2 separate regions of the Oryctolagus cuniculus genome follow, and region 1 is linked to region 2. Evidence: chromatin contacts called from public Hi-C data. All regions are on one chromosome and are shown on one strand. The core of a region is the stretch at or near the end of the contact, and the rest is flanking DNA. Distances in the headings are between cores, read along the strand shown.

Region 1 (4,225 bases), core at 1,392-3,891, 250 kb before region 2:
TAAGACCACGTCTCCTCCGGGAAGCGTCTGGTCCCCATACTCTGCCGTTCACTCTTTCTGGATGCTTTCTCTTTTGATAAATTGGGCTTTTCAAGTGTTCTTTTCAGCACACTTCTGATTTCCCACCCTAATTAATGAGAGGAGAGGACCGACCAAAACCAAAAACCAAAAACCAATGAAAGAGCCTAACAGCTGGCACTCAGCATAGGCTATGGCCATGGTCTCATTTCAGAAAAAGTCTCTCCCGGGCTAGTCCTGTACGTGGTGACTGTGCCGGAGGGGCACCGGGAGAGTGTCCCAAGTTGGTTCCCACACTGAGTGGTCAACTGATCCGTCCAAGATCAGGGGGCACAGACGCACATCCACTCACCACAGACGAGCAAACGGCCAACACGAAGGCCCCTTGAGATTCTGGGCGAGTCACAACAACACAAACAACAGAAAGGGATCCGTGGGAAAACAATAGGAAGACACGGAGTCGCTCTTTCTTGGAGTGGATTCAGGTGGGTTTCCCGTGCGTTGTCTCCACCCGTCCCCCTGGCTGTGTAAACTTTCCACCTGCTTAGTCAAGGGCTGAGAAAATGTGACTGCACCAAAGCACGTAGGACGCCGAGTTTCATTTACCATCAAGGGCTCTCATGAGGCAAATGTGTGCAGCTGGAACTAACTTGTACCAGATCTCACCAGTCCCTGGCTCGGGGGAGATATTTGCAAACACCTCTGCAAGTCCCAGCTGTTTTTAATTAAGAGCACATGGTGGGAGCATCACGCCTGGCTTTCTAAAATACCATTTTATCTAAACTAGGATTCTGAACATTTTTTATAAGGACTAGATCCATTTATTTTCAAGTCAAATAAATGATCCAAAGATAAATTTAAGCTTGGCTCTTTTAAAAACAGTAATATTTCACATTGAATATGCTCCTGGGGCCAGAGGAAATGTTCTTTCCTTTCCTAAAATTTCTAGCCAAGTACTCACAAACCCAGTTTCTTCCCAAGAATATATTTAAAAAAAAAAAAATTCTCAGAGCCTTCTTTTAAAAAGGCTGAGGCTTTTCAGAAGCCAGAATAATTCCATTTGCTGGTTGGCTCTTCCTCTCATTCCAGCTCGAACCCCATGGGACAAATAAATCCTTGTCCGAAATGCAGGGTAAGTGTCATGACAAATCACAGACTGGTCAACCACAGCTCAAAGTGTAATTACAAAGACAGACGGGAAATTGGCTTTAAAGGAAAACCGTGGCAGGCAGAAATGCCACCAAGCATTACTTCTTCAACCCAGGTAACAGAAACAGGTGAGAAAAACGTATGCATATTATGGCTACTTGGGGAGAAAAATACACAGCAATACAGATAATTATCAATATTGCTGGAAGAGGGGACAAGGTAAATACATTCCCACTCACCCTGAATTACTTACGCCAGGCACAGAGTTAATTTTTCTTGTTAAATAGCATGTCAGGTACGACTTGGGAAACAATACTCGCAGTAGCGGATAGATGGAAGTTGTGGCAGAAAAAAAAGGATGTGAAGGGAGCTTCACACAGTTCACGAACAAAGTGGAGTTCAAAGGTAAACAAATCTGTTTAACGGATAAATCTATTTTGATGCCAAAAAACTTGCAGGGCATGCGTAGTTTTCCACGATGCCTTGCTCACGCCCATTCTGCAGACCCCTGCTATGGGGCAGACGCCCCTGGATGGCAGAGGGGCTCAAGCCACGTTAGCCTGGGTCGTGCAACTCTCCCTCCACGCCGAGCCCCCGAAAGGCAAGCGTTCCAGGGAAACTAAAAGTAGCTCCTCTCTCTACACACAAAGAGGCTGCAGATCTCTGGGCCACATCCTGCACACTGAGTTCTGATTTTCAGTGACGTCCCTTGAAAATTTCTAACTTACTATCAAACAATGGACTTGGGGGCAGAAACAAACTAGAACTTCTAAATAGCTTCAAATTCTGAAATGCAGAGGGCGAGCCTGCGCACGTACGCTCAAATCCCTGCAGTTCACTATTGAAATATTATCATCTTGAGCCCAGTACAACAAATTGAAACCACATTTGATCCTACTTTTTCTTGTAAACTTGATGGCTTCACCACACTTTTAAAGGCTACACACCCTCCCCTTAGCCCCTGATTTTTTTTTTTTTTTTTTTTTTTTTTTTTTTTTTTGGTGAAATCAGTAGTTTCACTAGCTTCAAGCTTTGCTAACTTAAACAGCATCTCCTACGGCAACGGAACAATGAAAGACGCAGGCACTTGCCCGTCATCACGCGCGAGCTCAAGCCGGCCTGAGATTGCGCCTGTGATTCTGCTGATGCGTGGGTTCAGGACAGGGTGGCTCGGGGTGTGGGTGTCTCCAGGGGTGCCAGGAACCAACCTCGCTCTTCCCTGCTGGGCCTCTGACCAGCTGCTGCGCCACAGTCCAGGCAGAGGAGGGAGGGGGCGCTCACACACTTGGCAGACACAAAGGTCTTAACAACCTTCCTGAAGGCTGCCTCATTCCTGCTGGTGAACTTGAAGCAGCGATTTGCAAGTCCACAGGCATGATCCAACCGGAGTGTCTCCAAGGCCCGTTGCTCCCGCACACAGCAGGGCGAGGGCTCCAGGGAACTCCTGATCCGGTGGAGCAGTTTGCTCCTTTCTCAGAATGTGATCAACTGAAAGCTCCCCTCCACGGCTACACAGACTCCAGTGTAAAACCTGTGACGTGTGGAGGACGGAAGAGAATGGGACACTTGAAACAAAGAATAGGAGTTGTATGTAGTTCACACGCAGGAAACAACTTCCTGGGTTTTACAGCCGGGTCTACCATCAGAAGTGGGCTACTGATTCCCCCAGGTCTACAGGCACCTTCCCTTGCCCCTCCACCTGAAGACCAACGCAGGCACCCTCAGATGCACTTGCTGCACGGGCGGGTGAACGGTTTCCCTGTGGCCAGCGCCCTTAGCGCTGCCAGACAAGTAAAACCCTCAAGGGCCAGCAGTGCTCGTAAAGACAGACTCATCATAAAAATAATGCCTTGAAGAACAGCACATGACAGGGCATGCTAAAACTCCAATTCAGAAACGCCACCGCCCCCTTTCACCTTCCTTCCCAAGAACCTCTGCGGTGTCTCTCGCCCACTACGGCTACGGCAGATGGGTGCAAAGGTTTGATCAAAAATATGTGCCTACTATATGTTATGAAATTTTCTTTTAGGGCCGGCGCTGTGGCTTAGTGAGTAAATTCGCCACCTGCAGTGCCAGCATCCCATATAGACACCGGTTTGAGTCCCAGCTGTTCTACTTCCAATCCAGCTCTCTACTATGGCCTGGGGAAGCAGTGGAAGATGGGACTTGGGCCATCTGCCCCTGCACCCGCTTGGGAGACCTGGAAGAAGCTCCTGGCTCCTGGCTTCAGATTGACGTGTTGTAGCCATCTGGGGAATGAACCAGTGGATGGAAGACCTCTCTCTCTCTCTCTGCCTCTCTATAACTCTGCCTTTCAAATAAAGTAAATAAATCTTTAAAAAAAAAAGAAATTATCTTTAAATCAAACCTACAATGCAGGGGCTTTGAAAGCCATAACCCAGGCCATGCTGGCCAACACGATGGATGACTTTACTGTCTACCATACAACAATCTCTCTAGCCAAAGAGGAAGGTGAAAAATTTAACAATCCTAGGGTGGTTCACGCAGGCTCCTTCTTAGAAGTGGTGGCAGGAACTCATGGCAGGCTCACTGGATTGAGGACTCTTCTTTAATACCCAAGTGCTGATTTTGGTATTTAGAAGTTAATCATTTCTCTCACTTCTCTTGCTTGGCAAATCACAAGGCAACAAGTGCAGAGCACCAGATAGACTGACAATGTGCATCAAAGGTAACACAGCAGCCAGCCAGCGCAGTGGGTGAAGCTGCCACCTGGGACACTAGCACCCAATACTGGAGTGCCAGTTCTTTTTGGCTGCTCCACTTCCAATCTAGCTCCCTGCTAATCTGCCTGGCAAAGCAGTGGAGGATGGCCCAAATGCTTAGGCCCCTGCCATCCATGGGCAAGACCCAGATGGAGTTCTAGGCTCCTGGCTCCAGCTTAGCCCAGCCCCAGCTATTGCAGCCATTTGGGGAGTGAACCAATGGATGGGAGATTTCTTTTGCTGTGTCTTTCTTTTTTCTTTTTATTATTTAATAAATGTGAATTTACAAAGTGCCAACTTTTATATTGTTGTGGCTCCTCCCCCAACCTCCCTCC
Region 2 (4,687 bases), core at 25-2,524:
TTTCCTGATGCATTCTCTCACTGCCTAGGGAAGTTACTGCAAGTTCACCTGGTTGGGTGTTAATGTCATACATAGCTAGAAGATAGGTTCGGAATTGGAAGAATCTCTGAGTGTCTTTGGTTTGAGCTTCCAATTAGAATGAAATGAAGGAGTCTCTTGATCCTAGAGGCTGCTCAAGAAGAAAAAATGGCATTCTCATTGACTTGGCATTCCAGTCACCTTGAAGAGAAGCCACGCCCAGCACACATCAACAGGAGGACTGCTGTTTGGCTTCTCTGGCCAAAATCCAGGACTGCATCTACTCAGTAGAACTTTTATTGAAGGAACTCCAAGGCATTGCTCAAAGGTATGTGAGTAAGAACAGAAAGGAATGGCTACAGTCAATTCTTGGTCATTAAGAACTGATTTTGCATAGTATGGATTGATTTTTCTTCCTCATCCCCAGGAACTGACTTTCAACTGCAGATCCCTATAATTTCTGCAATGTTCTACAATTTCCAAAACGTTCCTAGTTCCTCCTTTGAAGGCTTCATAGAGGAAAAAAAGCTTTTCCTGGGGCTACAAGGCTGAATCCAGACTTTTAAGATAGAATTCAAATATCACTTCCTCAAGGAAGTTTTTCTATCCTGTGAGCAGAAAATTTAATTGCAGTTGCTTAAAGGCTTAGCTGGATGTGACCTGGGTCCCAAATACCCATTTTCTGATGCAGTGACGCCTTTTATCACGATTATCTGTTTGCACATATGTATTGTCTCTACAGGAGTATAAAGTTTTGAGAGCAAATGGATTTTGGGAAATCTAAAATTGAGTGCTTTTAAAAGAAGGAATCTTGCCAGGATCTTCAGAAAGTGACCTTTTATTTCAGAAACTATGTGGAGCTTACTGAAGAGACTGTCTATAAAGAATCTAGGCTGCATTCTTGGGGTTTGGAGATGCTTCATCCCTCAAGTAGAGAAGAAGTGATCCCAGAAGTGTTTCCTCCAGCGAGGGAGGATTTATTAGGCTGTTTCTGGCAGGTTGAGGCTCAGGTTTGTGTATTTTGTGTTGTTTTCTTGCTCCATGAGAGCTGGTCTGGTACTTGTGTGTGTGTGTTTGAAGTCTGCACAGGAAGCTTGGGTTATGAGAGCCTCACTTCTAGATGAATTCCTGAGTCCCGGGTGCCTGGGCCAAACCACGGGCCAAGAGCAATGCAGAATGCTGGCCATTGTGTGCAAAAGTGGAGTACCAGGAAAGGCTGTGTCTTGGCCCTGTGGCAAGGAAGCGGGAGATTTGGTGACTTGGATGGTGTGGGGGATAGGACACTGTGACAGAACTATCATTTAGGACTTCCTTAGCTAGATGTATTTATCTAACCTCCAAGGTACCTGGCCATGACCCAGTGTGGTAAGAGCATTGCTGTGAGAACCTGGACCACAGTCACTGTGGAAAAAGATGTTGCCTCACTGTGGAAAGATTTTTACAATCTGAAGTTTGCTATAGGCCAGAAATCCTCCTTCTGAAAAAATATTAAAAAATAAATTCTGAATTCATGCATAATAAAAACTTTATGTGCCATATAAATTGCTTCTCTGGGACTGCACCAGGATCTTCGCCTGAGGCACATCTCCTGGAGAGCTTGCATTTGGTGATGTGTTGATTTAATTTTCCAATCCATGCCAAATGAAATAAATACTCCTATTTTTGATCTGGTCGCATAGAGTAGATGGCCAAAGGGATTTGTGATCAAAGGTTGTGCTTCCCCAAGGACTGACGGTTGAATGATGTACTTCAGCATTTTATAGCCTCAGACTAGTTGACCAAAGGCAGTTGGACCCAGGCTTCCCATGGAGACATGTAGTAAAATATTGTTCAAACACACAGTTCTGGCTATGCCCGGCTAGCTCTGCATTGGCTTCAATCACATGTGCTCTCATTTGAAGTGGGTCAGCGGAACTCCGAGTGCTTCCTCTGTGGCATCTTAGTTTGTTGGGATTATACCGACCCAAATTAATTGGTTTTGGCTCATGCCATGGAGACCAGCCTTATATTTACTCAGTTTTTAACCTCTTCTGGAGAAACCATACTGAATCAAGTCAAGTCAGATGAGATGTGTATGGTGTTTGCAAGCAAGCTATTCATGGTGCTCAGTGCTTGGTCCCAAATTCTGGCAACCTTTCATTCTTGAGAGAATTAGAGCTTTTTGTCTCTGCACTGCCCGTGGCCCCCTCATGTGCACTCTCTGTTGGGACCCTCATTGCAGTGTTACTCTCCCCAGCACCACTGTCAGTCACGTTGCCTTATTCATTAATTAATTAGTAGAAACAGTCACATATCCGCTGATTGTGTTAATGTAGGAATACACATCACTCTGGCATTACTGAATTTCACCAGCTTCTCAAACTTTCACAACACTAGAAAATCACATCTGGTTAAAAAAAAAAGGTGCCAAATACGAAACTATTAACAATAAGGAAAAAATTTCAAGCAGAAATAAATGTTATTATTTTAATGAACTTGAGTCATTTTTTTCAAATATTGCATATTTGAGAAAAAAACAAATGGGACTTTGAAAAACAATCTCTGTGTTTCTAAACTGATGCATGTCAATTCTAAATTCAGTGATCTCTGTATGTCAAGCAAAGAGGGAAACTGAGTCCAGAGAACTTCAGAACGATGCACAGCAGTAGCAAGAAGTATATACTTGTGTCATATATCCAAGCCCTGTGTATTCAGTTTGGATCTCATTTTCTTCTAAAAATTACAAATAATGGGGAAGGTGTTGTGACACAGTGGGTTAAGCCATCTACTCAGAGCACCAGTTTGAGTTCTGGCTGCTCTGCTTCTGAGACAGCCCCCTTCCAATGTGCCTGGGAAGGTGGTGAATGATGGCCTGCATACTTGTGCTCCTGCCACCCATGTGAGAGGCGTTAATGAAGTTCCTTGCGTCTAGCTTTGGCCTGGTTCAGACCTGGCCTTCATGGTCGCTGCAGGGGTCAACTAGCTGATGGAACATCACTGTCTCTGTCTTTTCTTGCTTTCTCTGCCACTCTGCCTCTTAAAATAAACAAAAAAAAGAGCCCTGAAAAAGACTGCAGCCCAAGCTTACCAATGTAAATCATTTAAATTTGTTAGAAAATTTGAATATGCTAAAGATGGGGACCACTTAGAAATAACGGTCCAGTTTGTTTGAAATGAACATATCACCCCAAGTAAAGCTATCCTAAATCTTTATTTTATATAGTAGAAAGGTCTAATTATAATTAGAAATAGTAGTATACTCTGTCATCGTTTCTGAACCATCCACGTTTGGGGTTTTGATGATGGAGCCACCATTTCCTCATTTCCCTCAGGTGGGAAGATTTCCTGCCTTCAACATGTGCATACAAGCGTACATCTGGAGCCATCACATTTGCTTAAAGTTTTCAGTTTATGTTCTTGCTGGTGCCATTTTCTATTTAAATTCCCAGAAAACATCCACACTACCAGCTAGACCCCATAAGCATTTCAGAACTGACGGGCCACTTGTGGTGTGACAGCACCAGATTCCAACAGGGAAGCAACAAAGAAACATTATTTCCAAAGAAGCTATTCAGTTTTTTTGAAGATTTAGTTATTTATAGGAAAGGCAGAGAGAGAGAGAGACAGGGAGGAAGGGGGGAGGGCGTGTGAGGGAGAGAGAGAGAAAGAGAGAGAAAGAGAAAGAGAGAGATCTTTCATCCACTGGTTCACTCCCAAAATGGTCACAAGAGTCAGGTCTAGGCCAGGCAGAAGCCAGAAGCCTGGAACTTCTTCTGGGTCTCCCATGTGGGTGCAGGGACCATCCTCTGTTGCTTTTCCAGGCACATCAGCAGGGAGCTGGATTGGAAGTGGAGTAGCAGGGACTGGAACAAATGCCTATATGGGACGCTGGCACTGCAGGTGGAGGCTTAACCTATGCCACAGTGCCAGTCCCAAGCCATTCAGTTTTAAGTTAAAATACTCTCACAGCTCTATAACTAAACTGCTTTTAAATTTGTACTCTAAATGTATAAAACAAATGTAAATAGCTTCTCTTGCAATTATGTCCAGAGGACTTGAGTAGATACTTTTGTACTACCATTTGCTTTAAAACTCACTACTATCCTAATTAAACTGTAATAGTTCTTGTAGAAGACTCTGAAAGCTATTATAGAAAATTTCAAACATACTTATAAGTTTAGAAAAAATATAATAAACCTTCTTATATCTGTCATCAAACTTAAGCAGTTAGCAACATCTGAAGACAGATTATTATTTTTTTTGGTTAAGATTTGTTTATTTATTTGAAAGAGAGAGAGGGAGAGAGAGAGAAAGAGAGAGGGAGAGTGAAGGAGAGGAAGAAGAGGGAGGCAGTGAGAAAGAGACAATGAGAGGAGAGGGACAGAGAAAGGGAGGGGAAAGAAAGAGCCAGATACTCCACTGAGGTCTCCAACATGAGTAGCAGGAACCCAGGTGCTTGAACCATCACCTGCTGCCTCCCAGGTGCGGTGACAGGAGCCTGGATGGGAAGTGGAGGACAGACTTAGTGCCAGGTCCTCTAAGAAGCAATGTGGGTATCCCAACAGCTTAACCTGCTGTGCCACATTCCTGGCCAACAGGTCAGGGGGAGGACAGGTTTTTGATAAATAATTTGTCAGAAGCATCTTAAAGCATAAGGCAATTGTGTGCCCATCACCAGTGATCCATTCTC

The links. Hi-C and Micro-C count contacts between places; a contact is called where the count stands out from the background.
Region 1: a Hi-C map of psoas muscle shows a contact between it and region 2, with 3 times the contacts expected there. The contact joins two enhancer-like sites. A contact is called at or near these places in 2 of 6 Hi-C or Micro-C datasets (psoas muscle and an unstated tissue).

Annotation. Positions count from the first base shown.
Region 1 is chr14:89,177,752-89,181,976 of mOryCun1.1, reverse strand. All of the region lies in intron 2 of PIK3R1 (phosphoinositide-3-kinase regulatory subunit 1), which reads right to left. Among named protein-coding and RNA genes, the nearest start is that of PIK3R1, 40 kb to the right of the region's middle. Within about 2 kb of position 2,641, at least 3 of the 8 cell types and tissues checked have an H3K27ac peak or open chromatin away from gene starts, as enhancers often do.
Region 2 is chr14:88,924,903-88,929,589 of mOryCun1.1, reverse strand. No RefSeq gene overlaps it. Among named protein-coding and RNA genes, the nearest start is that of PIK3R1, 210 kb to the left of the region's middle. Within about 2 kb of position 1,274, at least 1 of the 8 cell types and tissues checked has an H3K27ac peak or open chromatin away from gene starts, as enhancers often do.